3 separate regions of the Sus scrofa genome follow, and all the other regions are linked to region 1. A link is a contact called in public Hi-C and promoter capture Hi-C data. All regions are on one chromosome and are shown on one strand. The core of a region is the stretch at or near the end of the contact, and the rest is flanking DNA. Distances in the headings are between cores, read along the strand shown.

Region 1 (4,178 bases), core at 463-2,962:
CCGGATCCCCAACCCACTGAGCAAGGCAGGGGATGGAACCCGCAACCTCATGGTTCCTAGTTGGATTGGTTAACCACTGTGCCAGGACGGGAACTCCCCCGAGAGTCTATTTTTATTCTGCAAATAAGTTCATTTGTATTCTTTCTTCAGATTCCACATATAGGTGATATCATATGGCGTTTGTCTTTCACAGCCTGACTTAGTATGACAGTTTCTAAGGATAGACCCATCCGTGTTGCTACAAATGGCAGTTAGACTGATTAGATAATTGTGAGCTGTCTTTGGCTTAAAGAATAGAAATGTACTTTGTCATGGTTCTGGAGGCTGGAAGAACAATATCAAGGTGCCAGCACGGTTTGGCTTCCCAGAAGCCTCTCTCGGTGGCTTGGGCCGGTCACCTTCTCCCTGTGTCCTCACAGTTTCCATCCCTGGCCTCACTCAGTGGGTCTAGTTGGGCTCACACATTGCCCTAAGCTGTGGCGTAGGTCGCAAAGGCGGCTGGGATCCCACGTTTCTGTCTGTGGCTGTGGTGTAGGCTGGCAGCTATAACTGTGATTCCATCCCTAGCCTGGGAACGTCCATATGTTGGGGGTGAGGCCCCAAAAAGCAAAAAACAAACAAAGAAAACAAAACGAAGAGACAGTCATAAATATTTAAGAAAAACGGACACATCCGATCACTTTATCAACAGTGAGAAGATTTACAGGTAGAACCAGTGGTAGCACCACAGGGTGGGGGGAGGGTGCTATAGGGATCTGAAGCTCCCTTCTCGTAATCACTCTCAAGTTATAGCGTTCACTTTCCTACCCCTTCCTGCTTCCTGTCCCCCCCCCCAAAAAAAACCTCCACAAAAATAAAAATAGCGCATCTGCTGCGCAAAGCTGTTCAAAATCAGATTCCTAGTAAATCTAATACGCTAACCTTGATTTTGACCTTCTCACCCCTCTCAGGTAGAAATTCAAGCGGCAGCCACTCCAAAGCTTGGCTGCAATGGACGTGTCTGGTGCTGTAACACGCACGTTTCCTTCCCTGCCTGTCACTGCGCAGCACCTCAGTCTACAGCCCCAGACCGACCTCTTCACGCTGAGCTCCCTGGGCGCCCCGTCCCACCAATAAATCAACTCCTGCACAGGGTGCACGGCCGGGGGCTGACCACCAGGGGGCAGCCCCTGAACGCAGGAGGCGCCGGGCCAGCGCGACGCGGCGGTCGCAGTTCCGGCAGCGAAGGGGCCCCGCCTCCACGCTGGGCCAAAGCAGACCCTCGGCCACGGCGTAGGTCACTGCGGGGGGTTTGTCCTCCCCGAGTCTGGTGTGTAGGAGACGCGGCGCTTGCGCTCCTCACCAAATCAGACACGAATGCCGCCGAGCTCCCGTCGCACCGCCGGAACCCTCCGAGGGTCGAGCAGCGGGCTTTGGCTCCGCCCCAGCGGGCGGGCGGACCCCGCCCACAGGGGACGGACCCCGCCCACAGGGGACGGACCCCGCCCACAGGGGACGGACCCCGCCCACAGGGGACGGACCCCGCCCACAGGGGACGGACCCCGCCCACAGGGGACGGACCCCGCCCACAGGGGACGGACCCCGCCCACAGGGGACGGACCCCGCCCACAGGGGACGGACCCCGCCCACAGGGGACGGACCCCGCCCACAGGGGACGGACCCCGCCCACAGGGGACGGACCCCGCCCACAGGGGGCGGGCTGCGCACCCCGCCGGTTCCCGGCACGCCTCCGGCACTGCCCCAGGTGCGGCGGGACGGGTGGGGCCGTGGGGAGGTGGCCTTGACCGCGGCTCCGACTCCCCGCCCTGTCCGCCAGCTTGTGCCGGCCGCGCCCCAGGACCGCTCGCAGAGCCGCCGCACCGGCCTCAGCGCCCGAGCCCGCGCAGCGCACCAACCCGGCCGCCGCAGTGTGAGTTTGCCGAGCGCTTTCGCTAGCGCGTCCGCGGGATGGGGTGCGGTGGGGGCCGAGCGTGCGCCGCCAGGCGCCGGACGCAGGCCGGCGAACGCCTAGCTGTCGGGGTGTTCTTAGGTTTACGTTTTCGTTTCGTTTCCACAGTTGTCTCAATACACTTTCTCTCGCCTCTCGGAATTTGGGAGTCAAGACTTTGGGAACAGACGAGTGATTGCGTGGGTGGGTCTTTGCGCGCGCGCGCGTGCACGTAGTTCCGGAGAGTTGGGATCCGAGTTCTGAGAACTTTTTACACTTCTTCTGGAGTCTTTTGGTTGTTTTCCTGGAAAATTGGGGAGTCCTGATTCGTGACAGATGTCCCTGTCTGCTCAGAGGCGGTTAGCTTGACCTCATGCTTGCGACTTGTCTCTGCTTTTCTTACTGGAAACGGGGCAAGCCGAGATCCCTCAGCGCACGCTCCAGCCCTCAGCTGCAGACTGTGGAGTTTTGTGAATTCACTTGCCTGGCGGCGGTATTAGGAAATACGGGGCAGTGCTCAGGGAACCAGACCTCCTGGAGCTATCGAGTATGTGAAAGGTACAAAGTCTAGAAAACCGTGGGTAGCCTGGAGGCTTAACCAGGGTGAGACGCTCAGCTCTTACCTGGGGGGAGGCGATGAAAATGCAGGGTTCTGATTAGGAAGAGCTTTGAGTAGGATGGCTTGAGGCCAGCGGAACCCTGCTGTTATAGCACAGGGAACTCTACCCTATATTCTGCAATATATTCTTTGTGGGAAAAGAGTCTGAAAGAGAATGGATATGTGTATATGTGTAACTGAATAATTTTGTTATAGACCAGAAATTATCACGATCTTATAAATCAACTATACTTGTATAAAACGTTCAAAAATGAAGGGGAGAAAAAAGGGATGGCTTGAGTAAGATTGTAGATGAGACGGAAACCGGATTGGGTTCATCTGGGTGTGAAGGTGCCTTGGCTGAACTGACACTTGAGAAACAGATGAAAGATGAAGTGAGATGGCTGGTGGTGTGTGCAGACGGGAGGGAGGAAGGACAGGGTTGAGGCAGGTGCGGTGAAGGGTTTGGTGTCTGTCGATTTAGCTTGTTCCCCATAGCAAAGCCTCCTACAAGGACCAAGTGCAGGTAGCTTATTTGAGCCCATCACTGCAGAGTGATGAATCATATGGGGACGAGACCAGGAAGGAGGGGAAGCCCGCAGGGAAAGGCCTGCCGCTGAGCTGTTTACTGCTGTGGGCCTTGTGGACCTGGAGTCCTAGGTAGGCATTTACCTGGGAGCGGCTCCACCCAGTGATGCCGACTTGGGTGTCAGCTTCAGGGCTGCAGCTGGGCACCTGTTTAGGCGAGAAGGCTTCCCAATGCCCAGAAAGTCTTCCAGGGCAGTGGCTGAAGTCAGAGGTGGTCCAGGGTACCCAGAGCACCTACTACATGGCTCTGGTCCTTTGGGGACGCTAGAAAGGGCAGCAAAGGGAAAAGTGCTGGTTTTCTCGGGGCTCATGGTACACCCCATCCTGCTCAAGGCATGTTTATTGGCATTCCTTCATCTTTGAAAATAGTACAACCTCTTTCCATAACGTGGAGACTAGCGTATAAGTAATTCACTTGAGAGGAGCTGCTCTGAAGGGAATAATGAACTCAATTTAAGGTACACTAAATTTTAAAAGGCCTGGTGGACCTCAGAATGCTCCAGAGTAGCGGTGGGAACCTCCCTAGTTGGGCAGACCTAATAAATTGGAAAGCATTCCCAACTCGTTTCATCTCCCAGAACTGATTTCTTTCTTTGCTTTTCTTTTTTTTTTTTTTTTGTCTTTTTGCCTTTTCTTTGCTTTTTTTTTTTTAAAGTACTAAGCTTTTTATTTTTTTTTATAGTGATCGTAACAATACAATTTCACAGGATTTCCATCCCATAACCCAGGCACATCCCCCCACCCCCTAAACTGTCTCCTTTGGAGACCATAAGTTTTTCAATGTCTGTGAGTCAGCATCTGTTCTGCAAAGAAGTTCAGTCTGTCCTTTTTTCAAATCCCACATGTCAGTGAAAGCATTGGATGTTGGTGTCTCATTGTATGGCTGACTTCACTTAGCATGATAATTTCTAGGTCCATCCATGTTGCTAAAAATGCTGGTATTTCGTTCATTTTAATGGCTGAGTAATATTCCATTGTGTATATGTACCACATCTTCTGGATCCACTCCTCTGTCGATGGACATTTGGGTTGTTTCCATGTCTTGGCTATTGTAAATAGTGCTGC
Region 2 (4,178 bases), core at 1,033-3,532, 240 kb after region 1:
CCACCTCTGGCTCCAGGACCACCTTCCTCCTCATCCTCCGGCTCCCGATTCAGCCCCCCCACCCCCTGGTCTCAGTCTGGTCCTCTCACCCTCCCTCACCTGGTTTTGGTTTGGAGCTGGTGGGGGCACTGGGTGCTGCTTCTCTTGCACTTGGGGCTTCTCCCTCTGCTGAGCATAAGTGAAGCTGGGAGGCTGAGCAGAGCCTGTGCCAGTGGAAGGAGCTTCAGGGGGCCCTGACTTTCGACTGGGCTGTGACCCAGGTCCACCTGGTGCTCCAGGGCTGAACTTGGAAGCCACAGGAGTAAACTTGGGAGTCACTGGAGAAAACTTAGGGGCGGGAGATGGGGCTGGGGGACCCCGAGGCTGGGTGTTAGCCGAAGGCACAGGCTGGGGCTGGGCCTGGGGCTGGACATGGAGCTGGACCTGAGGCTTGGCCTGGGGCTGGGGCTGCACATGGAAGTGCGTTTGGCTCTGAGGCTGGGCCTGGGACAAAGGCTGGGAGCTGGAAGCAGACTTCCAGGGAGGCAGGGGGGCTGTGCCCCCAGGTGCAGGCTTGGTATTGGACTTGGAAATGAATGGCGTGGAGACCGGTGGGGGTACATATCCAGATGACACCTGCAAGGGGAGGCAGAGGGGAGAGAAGCACCTTAGAGGAGGTGCTGCCCCCCCATAATTCGATCCCCACGACCTTCCTCCCTGCCCTGCCCTTGCTCCTCTCCATTCCCTTACCCGGGCTTTGAAGGGATCATTCTTGGTCATGTCATCCAGCAGTGAGGACAGAGAGTCAATCTCCAGATCAATACTGCTCACTTTATCCCTGGGCTAGAGGGTCAGGAGTCAGAGCACCCATGCCCAATTCTCCACCGCAGCCCCACCCTCGTGTGGACAGAGAGGCCGAGAGCCGGGGGGGGGGGGGGGTTGAAGGACCCTCCTCTCCTCCCCTTGGGGTGTCCACTGCAGCTGCCCCTCCCAGGCCTCCATACCTGCGGTGGGAGCTGTATGGGGACCTCAGGCCCTCCCTCCTCCACCAGCGGGGGCGGCGGGGAAGGGAAGATCTCCTCCTCCAAAGGCGCAGGGGGAAACGGTTCCTCGATCGGGGGAGGAGGGGGAGGGAAAGCACCTCCCAGGGCGCCCTCCGCCTCGTCGGCCTCCCCCAGCACGGGAGGCGGCGGTAAAGGAAAGTCTGAGGTTGGGAGGAGACAGAGGGCAGTCAGCGGGGACTCCTCTACCCCTCGCCAAGTTCCCCTCCTGCTCCACCTCTAAGCCCCAACCCAAGAACTTCTCTCAGGGGTCCTGGAGGGCGCGGGAAGTAAAAGGGGCGCAGGACGCCCCGGGAGCACTGGGTCAGGAAAGGCCGGGGCTCGGCCAAGGAGTGGATGCATCTCCCATTACACTTCGGAAAACGGACCCAGAGGGGAAAATTCGTGCCCCACATTCCCGCCTCCCACCCCCAGGCGGAGGACTTGGAACAGTCCCAGGAGCCCTGGCTTCCAGCCATGAGCTCCACGATGAGGTAAGAACATCTGCTCGGGACTGGGTGGCTGCGCCCAGCCCCCTCTGCTGCAACCTCTCCAGACATCCCCAAATTCCCGAAACCACTCCCCCCGGCCCGGCGCCCGCCGAGGTCCAGCCCCCGAGCTCGGCCACATACCTTCTGGGGGCGGTGGGGGGATCTCGCCCACTCGGCCCATCTGTGCGCGTTGGGCCCCGGCCGCCGCGGGAGGCTCACCGTCCCCGGGCCGGAAAGGATTCACTTTGGGCTTTGGGGCCACCACCGGGCCGAACTTCTTCTGCGGGGCGTAAAAAACCGGAGCCGAGACGGAGATCGCGCGAGGCGGGCGGGGGGCCGCCATGGCCAGGCCGGGCTGCTGGGGACGGAGGGCCGGGTTACGCAGCGCAGAGCCCGGCTGAGGACCCCCTCGCCGGCCCGGCTCCCCTCCGCGCCCCCGCGCCCCCACCCCGGGAGCGGCCGCCGGGCGGCTCCCCGCGCCTCACCGCGGGCCGGAGCGTGCGCGCAGCGTCTCGGGTGGCCGTCTCGCAGCCGGGTCCTCGGACTCTGCGTCCCGGTCCCGAGCTGCCTCCAGCCAGGCGGGGAGGGGCGCAGGGAAGAGGGAGGGAGGGAGAGGGCGGGGAGAGAGCGGCGCCGAGACCATACAAGGAGCGGCCCGGAGAGGGGGCGGGGAGAGGCGGGGAGGGCCGACGAGGCAGGAAACTCCCCCAGGAAGGGGCCCCGATCCTGCCCCGGGGCCGGAGGCTTCATCAAGGTCCTCCCGCCCCCGCCTCCGCCCCCCTCCCGGCCGGCCCCGCCGCCCCCGCCGCCCCGGCCCGGCCCAGACCACCCCTCCCCAAACACAGGCCTCTGATGTCATTTCCTGACTTGCCCCGCCCCCCCCTCCCGCCCGACCCGCGGGTGCCCGAGATCTGACTCACCGTTCCTACTCCGGGCTACCCTGCGGAGGTCGGGTGGCCGCCCCAGAGCTGCCCCAGCAGCTCAGGGGCGCCTCCGCCCCAGCCCAGCCCCCTCCTCTCCCGGCCTACCTGCCCCCGCCACCTTCGGCCGCTCCTCCGCCTTTGCACCCAGCCGCCAGCCCCTCGCCCCGGGACTGGCAGGACTGGGATGGAACGGGGCTCCTAGGTGGACGGGGATGGTGAGTGGGGTGTTATCCCTTCTCCCGCCCCCCTAGGCCCTTCTGTGACCTGGAGTAGGGGTGGGGTGTCAGCATGAACCTCAAGGGTCCTTTGGGGATCTTAACTTCAAATCCTGGGCAGCTACTAAAGGTTTCTAAGAATTCGCATCACCCGCGCCCCCGCCTATGGATCAGTTAAATACTGCGGGAGGGAGAGTCCGGGCGGGCCCGGCCAGGCCGGGGAGGTGAGAGGGCGGGACGGAGGCGAGGGCAGCCAGAGCACTTGGGGCGGGGGAGAACGGACTTGGAGGCTGGCGACAGTCTTCGCCGGTTCTGCAGCGCCCGCCCGGACCCACCTCTCTAGGAGCTGGTGCGCTGCTGCGGGGCGGCCCTCCGGGGGTTCCGAGACTGCGCTCGGTGGAGCCCCCCATGGGTCCGATCGGATTCCTCAGCCTTCTTGTGCCCCAGGCTACTGGAAAGGGACCGACCTAGGTTCTTTCTTTCTGATTCTTTTTCTAACTGAGCATGGAAACTTACCAGATTGGCTCCTGAATTCTTCCACACTCACTGTCTACAAACTATGGCTTCACAGGGCCTTTTGGCTTGTAATTCCAACGTTATCACAATCGGGCGCTTTCTTGCCTCTCACTGTGTTGCCAGCCTTCGCTGCCATGTAAGGCAGTCCCTTGGTGCACACTCTATGCAATGTGTCCAGTCCCTGGCCCTCCAAATCAAATCGGCTGCACTCTGCTGCCAACCAGCGTCTGGGCTGGGCTCGAGAGACTGACCAGACTCACTCCTAGCATTTACCACGAGAAAACAGGCTGGAAGCTTAAGAGATACCCAGTAAGCTGCAGGATCTAGACTAAAACTGGGTATGTTAGAGGGGTCTCAGTGGCAGAGCTCATTCCTTCCCACCCTGACGTCAGGTGAAGCAACCCTGGACCCAGGAGAGCAGGTGAGGTTCAGGGGGCAGAGACCCAGCTGGAGTGCTCCAAGTGAGCGACACATCTCTGTCCTCTTGGTGTCATGTCCCCCGTGTATAAAAGGGTAATGATATTTAATCCTTATTGTGTTATATAGATAAATACATGAAATACCATATCTGAAAGTGCTGATGATGCCCAGTCCTATTATTCAAGTTCCTGTTCTGACAGGTTCCCCTAGGGCCATTTTCCCCATGTGTCCCCTTCCAGGTTGCCCGGCAGGCCTCTCATGGGCCTTCATACATGCATGCCTCCTCCTCCAACCTTATCAAATATTTAATTATACCTAAGACCTTATCTCCTTCGCCTTCTCTGACACCACTGATCTTTCTTTTCTCTGGCGTCTTCATGTCTTTGCCACTGGTATTTCTCACAGCCACAAGCATGGGTGGCCATGTATCATATCAAGCTTGCAGGGCAGACCTTCTCTGACATATAAGCTGGTCTCGGGCCAGGCCCTGTGAAGATCTGCTGGAAATTTGATGCTAAGATTTCCTGTGAGACCAAAAGTCTCATGGCCAATCCTTGAAAAATGTACCCACTTAGGGAAGTGAGGAAGATGGTT
Region 3 (4,178 bases), core at 760-3,259, 210 kb after region 1:
CCTTCTAACAGCTTGCGTCTGGGCCAGGGTTGGGGGAGACATACGATGGTGTGTCCATAGGGGAGGACATCCCAGGTGAATCACAATTCATGGTGGATAAATTTTTTTTTCTGTCTCTTTGGGGCCGCACCCACGGCATATGGAAGTTCCCAAGCTAGGGGTCAGATGGGAGCTGTAGCCGTCGGCCTACGCCACAGCCACAGCCACGCCAGATCTGAGCCTTGTCTGTGACCCACACCACAGCTCACAGCAACGCCGGATCCTTAACCCACTGAGCGAGGCCAGGGATCGAACCTGCGTCCTCATGGATGCTAGTTGGATTCGCTACCGCTGAGCCACAATGGGAACTCTTTGGTGGGTAACTTTGGGGACAGGAATTGGGAGTGGATGGGAGGAGAGATGATTCTACTTTTCTGTTTTGTTTCTTTTCTGCTCTATGTGAATTTTCCCACCAGTGGCTTGGATTACATTTATTTGTATCACGAGGCTAGACTGGGCCAGGAACTTAACAATTTTCTTCTTATAATTATCTGTATATATATTTTTAAAACCCTGAGAAGTATTATTATTATTTGTCTTTCTTGTCTTTTTAGGTCTGCACCCAAGACATACGGAGGCTAGAGGTCTAATGAGAGCTGCAGCTGCCGGCCTACGCCAGAGCCACAGCAACACCAGATCCGAGCTGTGTCTGCAACCTACACCACAGCTCACGGCAATGCTGGCTTCTTAACCCACTGAGTGAGGCCAGAGATGGAACCCGCAACCTCATGGTTCCTAGTCGGATTCGTTTCTGCTGTGCCACGACGGGAACTCTGAGAAGTATTAATTTTTGAAAATAAAATAAGCACCTATAATGTACCACCTCCCTTCCTCCAGGGGGACTAAAACATGCAACAATTTAAATGATGGAAAAACTATGAATGATTCACCCAAAGGAAATGGAGCCAGAGAGGGGTGTAGGAAGGAGAGGCCCCAGGAATGGAGCTGGCTGCCGTTCCTCAGTAGAGGATCACTCTCCTTCGAGCCACGGTCACCCCTGTGTTGTGCCTCTGCTGGGGTCCGCTCCTGCCATAAAGCCCTTGCCCCCTACCCACCTCAGACAAGAGTTCGTTTAGGGCAAAGACTGTCTTACTCTTCTCTGAAGCTTTCAGAGCTTTCTGCGTGCAGAGTAGAAACTGAAGAAACATCTATTGCACATGCTGGAAGGCAGTCTCCAACAGGTGAGAGGGCCGTGGGGTGACACCACTAGATCCTCTACCACTTGCGTGCAGAAGGCCTCACCCATCCCTCCTTTGCTCTGTAAAGTGCGTGGTAAGGTTCACGCTCCTTAACGTGTTTACCAAGACCTTCCCTGTCCCAGCCCACACCTGCTTTTCTGCCTGGTTCCCAAGACAATCCTGTGCCCCAGCAGTCAAACTGGTCCATTCACCACTCCCAGAGGCAACTTGAGGCTCCCTGCCTTCAGGGTCTTGCTCACGCCTTGCCCAATCTCTGCCACTGAAAACGCGGATGACAGTCTATCCACCTCATGTGCCCCTGGCTGGCTTGCTTCCTCTTCCCACCTTCCAGGTGCGTCTCTAAAAGCTGCACCCGCCCTTGCAGTATGGTCATCTAAGCCTCCCGGGCCGGAACATCAAGATGTGTCTCTTACCCTGCCTTCCCCCGTGTCTATTACCTTGCTAGGCCCTGAAGAAAGGGAGAGGGAGAAATACAAGGGTGTAGTTCAAGTCCAAGGTAGAATTAGGCCAAAGGCTCCATCAAGGCAGGGTTGGGTTTAGGGTCAGAACTAGCACTGGGTTAGTCAATTCCTAATCCCACCCACTAGGCGGCGCCCGCGGTCTCATTCCAGTCAAGACACCTCCGGTTTTTGAAGTTTATTGCCTGCTTTACAAGTTTCCTTCCTCCCCTACTGTCCCTTTAAGAAGGTGATCCAGGTGAGGCCCGGACTCCGCCCCCAGCGCTGGCCCCGCCCCCCGCCCCCGCCCGCCCTGCTCCGCTCGCCCAGTCCTAGCGACTTGCCCCCGCGGTCCGGGCCGAGGTCCCAGGTCCCGGCCCGGCGCCATGGAGCGGCGTTGGGCCCCGGGGCTCAGGCTGCTGCTGCTGCTGCTCTGCGCCCTGCTGCCCCCGGGGGCGCGCGCCAAGGAAGGTACCGACCCCCGCCCCGCCCCGCCCCGCCCCGCCCCCTCCTGCGGGAGCCGGCATTCCTAAGGAGGCCCTCTCCTCGCGCCCCTCGCTAGCGCTCTTGTTTTGCCCCGCCGCCGGGCCATCGACTGGCCTGGCCGGTCTTGGGTCTTTAACCCCAAACAGCTGCTTTCCCGGGTCAGTGATCTCCGCCCCTGGTGGCCAGCGGTTTGCTCCTGGGGGTGGGGAGTGAGCTTCTGGCAGCTGGGAGGAAGCAGTGTCCAGAGGGGCCTCCCTCCACGCCAGCAATCGGGGGGGGTGGGGGGGGCGGGATCCTTTATTCCCAGGCAGCCCCAGCCTCGGGCACCTAAAGCACAGATCCGAACCCTCTGGAGTCGGAGGTGGGAGTCGCCTTGTGCCAAGCCAGGCAGGAGAACAGAGGGACCTGACGCTGGGGGATGGGCTAGGACTAGGGGTGCAGGGGTTCCCGGGTGCAGAGGTCCATCCTTCCACGTGGACCCTTGCACACACTCTCTGCCCCTAACACCTGGACTTCCCAGACCCCTTGCTGTGCCTCTACTCCACATCCCTAATCACAGGCAGGGCAGGCCCTTTGGCAGCGGCAGGGAACCTCCCCACCCAGGAACTCCCTCCAAAGTCTTTTGTCCACCTCCTGCCGGCTCACGACCCCCCAGAGGCTGAACTCCTCTCTGGCCCATCACCCTTCCTTTTCTGCTACTGATAGGTTCCCCCCGGGCTGCCTGAGAGGCTGACGGTCCTCTCTGGGGCTGCTCTTCCTAAGGCTTCCTGCCATTGACTTTGGTCAAAGGTCCAGCCGTCCAACCCTTGCCCTACTCTCCCTCTTCCCTCAGGGATTGGACAGACTAATCCCTGGAGCTCTTCACTCCTTCCTGGGTCGTTTTCCTCCCCTGAACCTCTGGAACTCGGCTGTTAAGAGCGGGGTGTTGATGCCTTGGGGCTGGGGGCCTGAAGGAGGAATGTGGTTTGCATTTGTGTTGCCTCCTCCCTCGGAGGTGACCAGCCCCTTTTCTCTCCTTCAGTCACTCTGATGGACACTAGCACAGCGCAGGGAGAGCTGGGCTGGCTGCTGGATCCCCCAGAGGATGGGGTAAGTGTGGGGGGGGGTAAGACTTAGGGTGGCTCAAGGCTGAAGGCCAGTGGGAAATGGGGCGGTGAGGTGGGTGGAGAAACAGAGAAAAGAGCAGGAAAAACTGGAAGTGTCTCCTCTGGGAGGGGGAGGGGAGGTGAGTCAGAGTCTTCTGAATGGGACCTGGTTGGGGTTGGGGGGGGGCGGTCAGGCTTGAAGGTTCCCAAGGGGAACATTTCAAAGGCTGGCTCCTCCCCTCCCTGCCCCAGCAAGGGAGGGCTGAATACTCTGAGGACCTGGAGGAAGATGCGCCTACTCCCTCTGGGAAGAGGATGGACCATCCCTGGGGTGGTTGAAGGCTGAGACCCAAACACAGAAAAGTCTGCGGTCTCTCCAGCCCAATGGGGTTGCACAGGTTTTAGGGGGTCGGGGACCCCATCAAAGGGTTTTCAGAGTCGTGGATGGGGACATTTTTTTTCTGGAGAGGAGAGCCGGAGTTTTCATCACATTCTTGAAAGGGTCTTTGACGGCCCCCCTCCCCCAAAGTTGAAAGCTGCCCCATGGCGGTCCCAGAGCCCTTGGCACCTCCTCCATCCTCTGCAGCTCTGTGCCACACCGTGCATTCCAAGCCCCTTTCCTCCTGGAATATTTCTGAAGACCAAGGGAGCAGAGAGGTGGGATCTTGTGAGTCCTAGAGCGCACGTTGCTGCACTCAGCAGAGCCGGCCCTGGCACCACAGGAGGCTCCCCAGGTGCCACACCCTCTGGGACTCAGTCTCAAGACCTCTTCATTCTGGTCCTAGACCCTATTCGCCAATGTTCCCTTTTCCCTTTGCTCCTCCAGTAGGAATCCAACCTCTATTTCTGGAATTGAGGCTACTTAGCCTGCTTTCCTTCTGAGTCTTAGGGTCCTGGCTCCACTCTCAGCTCTCCCACAGAGTGGCCTGTAA

The links. Promoter capture Hi-C pulls out the DNA fragments that hold promoters and counts their contacts. Hi-C and Micro-C count contacts between places; a contact is called where the count stands out from the background.
Region 2: a contact with region 1 is called in a Hi-C map of liver, with 7 times the contacts expected there. The contact joins the promoter of ZYX here to the promoter of LOC110257570 in region 1. A contact is called at or near these places in 2 of 47 Hi-C or Micro-C datasets (heart right ventricle and liver) and 1 of 2 datasets of contacts at active chromatin or transcription factors (alveolar macrophages).
Region 3: a contact with region 1 is called in a promoter capture Hi-C map of fetal liver, with 3 times the contacts expected there. The contact joins the promoter of EPHA1 here to the promoter of LOC110257570 in region 1. A contact is called at or near these places in 2 of 5 promoter capture datasets (fetal liver and liver) and 3 of 47 Hi-C or Micro-C datasets (embryonic fibroblasts and epiblast stem cells).

What each region holds. Positions count from the first base shown.
Region 1 is chr18:6,631,270-6,635,447 of Sscrofa11.1, forward strand. It overlaps LOC110257570 (TRPM8 channel-associated factor 2-like), which reads left to right and starts at 1,713. Exons shown (of 8, transcript XM_021078927.1): 1 at 1,713-1,909.
Region 2 is chr18:6,867,952-6,872,129 of Sscrofa11.1, forward strand. ZYX (zyxin) reads right to left here and starts at 2,283. Exons shown (of 10, transcript XM_003134592.5): 1 at 1,996-2,283; 2 at 1,652-1,868; 3 at 984-1,183; 4 at 730-822; 5 at 100-615. The coding sequence starts at 1,853. It overlaps LOC102166231 (a long non-coding RNA gene), which reads left to right and starts at 1,165. Exons shown (of 3, transcript XR_299598.3): 1 at 1,165-1,513.
Region 3 is chr18:6,841,296-6,845,473 of Sscrofa11.1, forward strand. EPHA1 (ephrin type-A receptor 1) reads left to right here and starts at 2,010. Exons shown (of 18, transcript XM_003134566.5): 1 at 2,010-2,146; 2 at 3,183-3,250. The coding sequence starts at 2,062.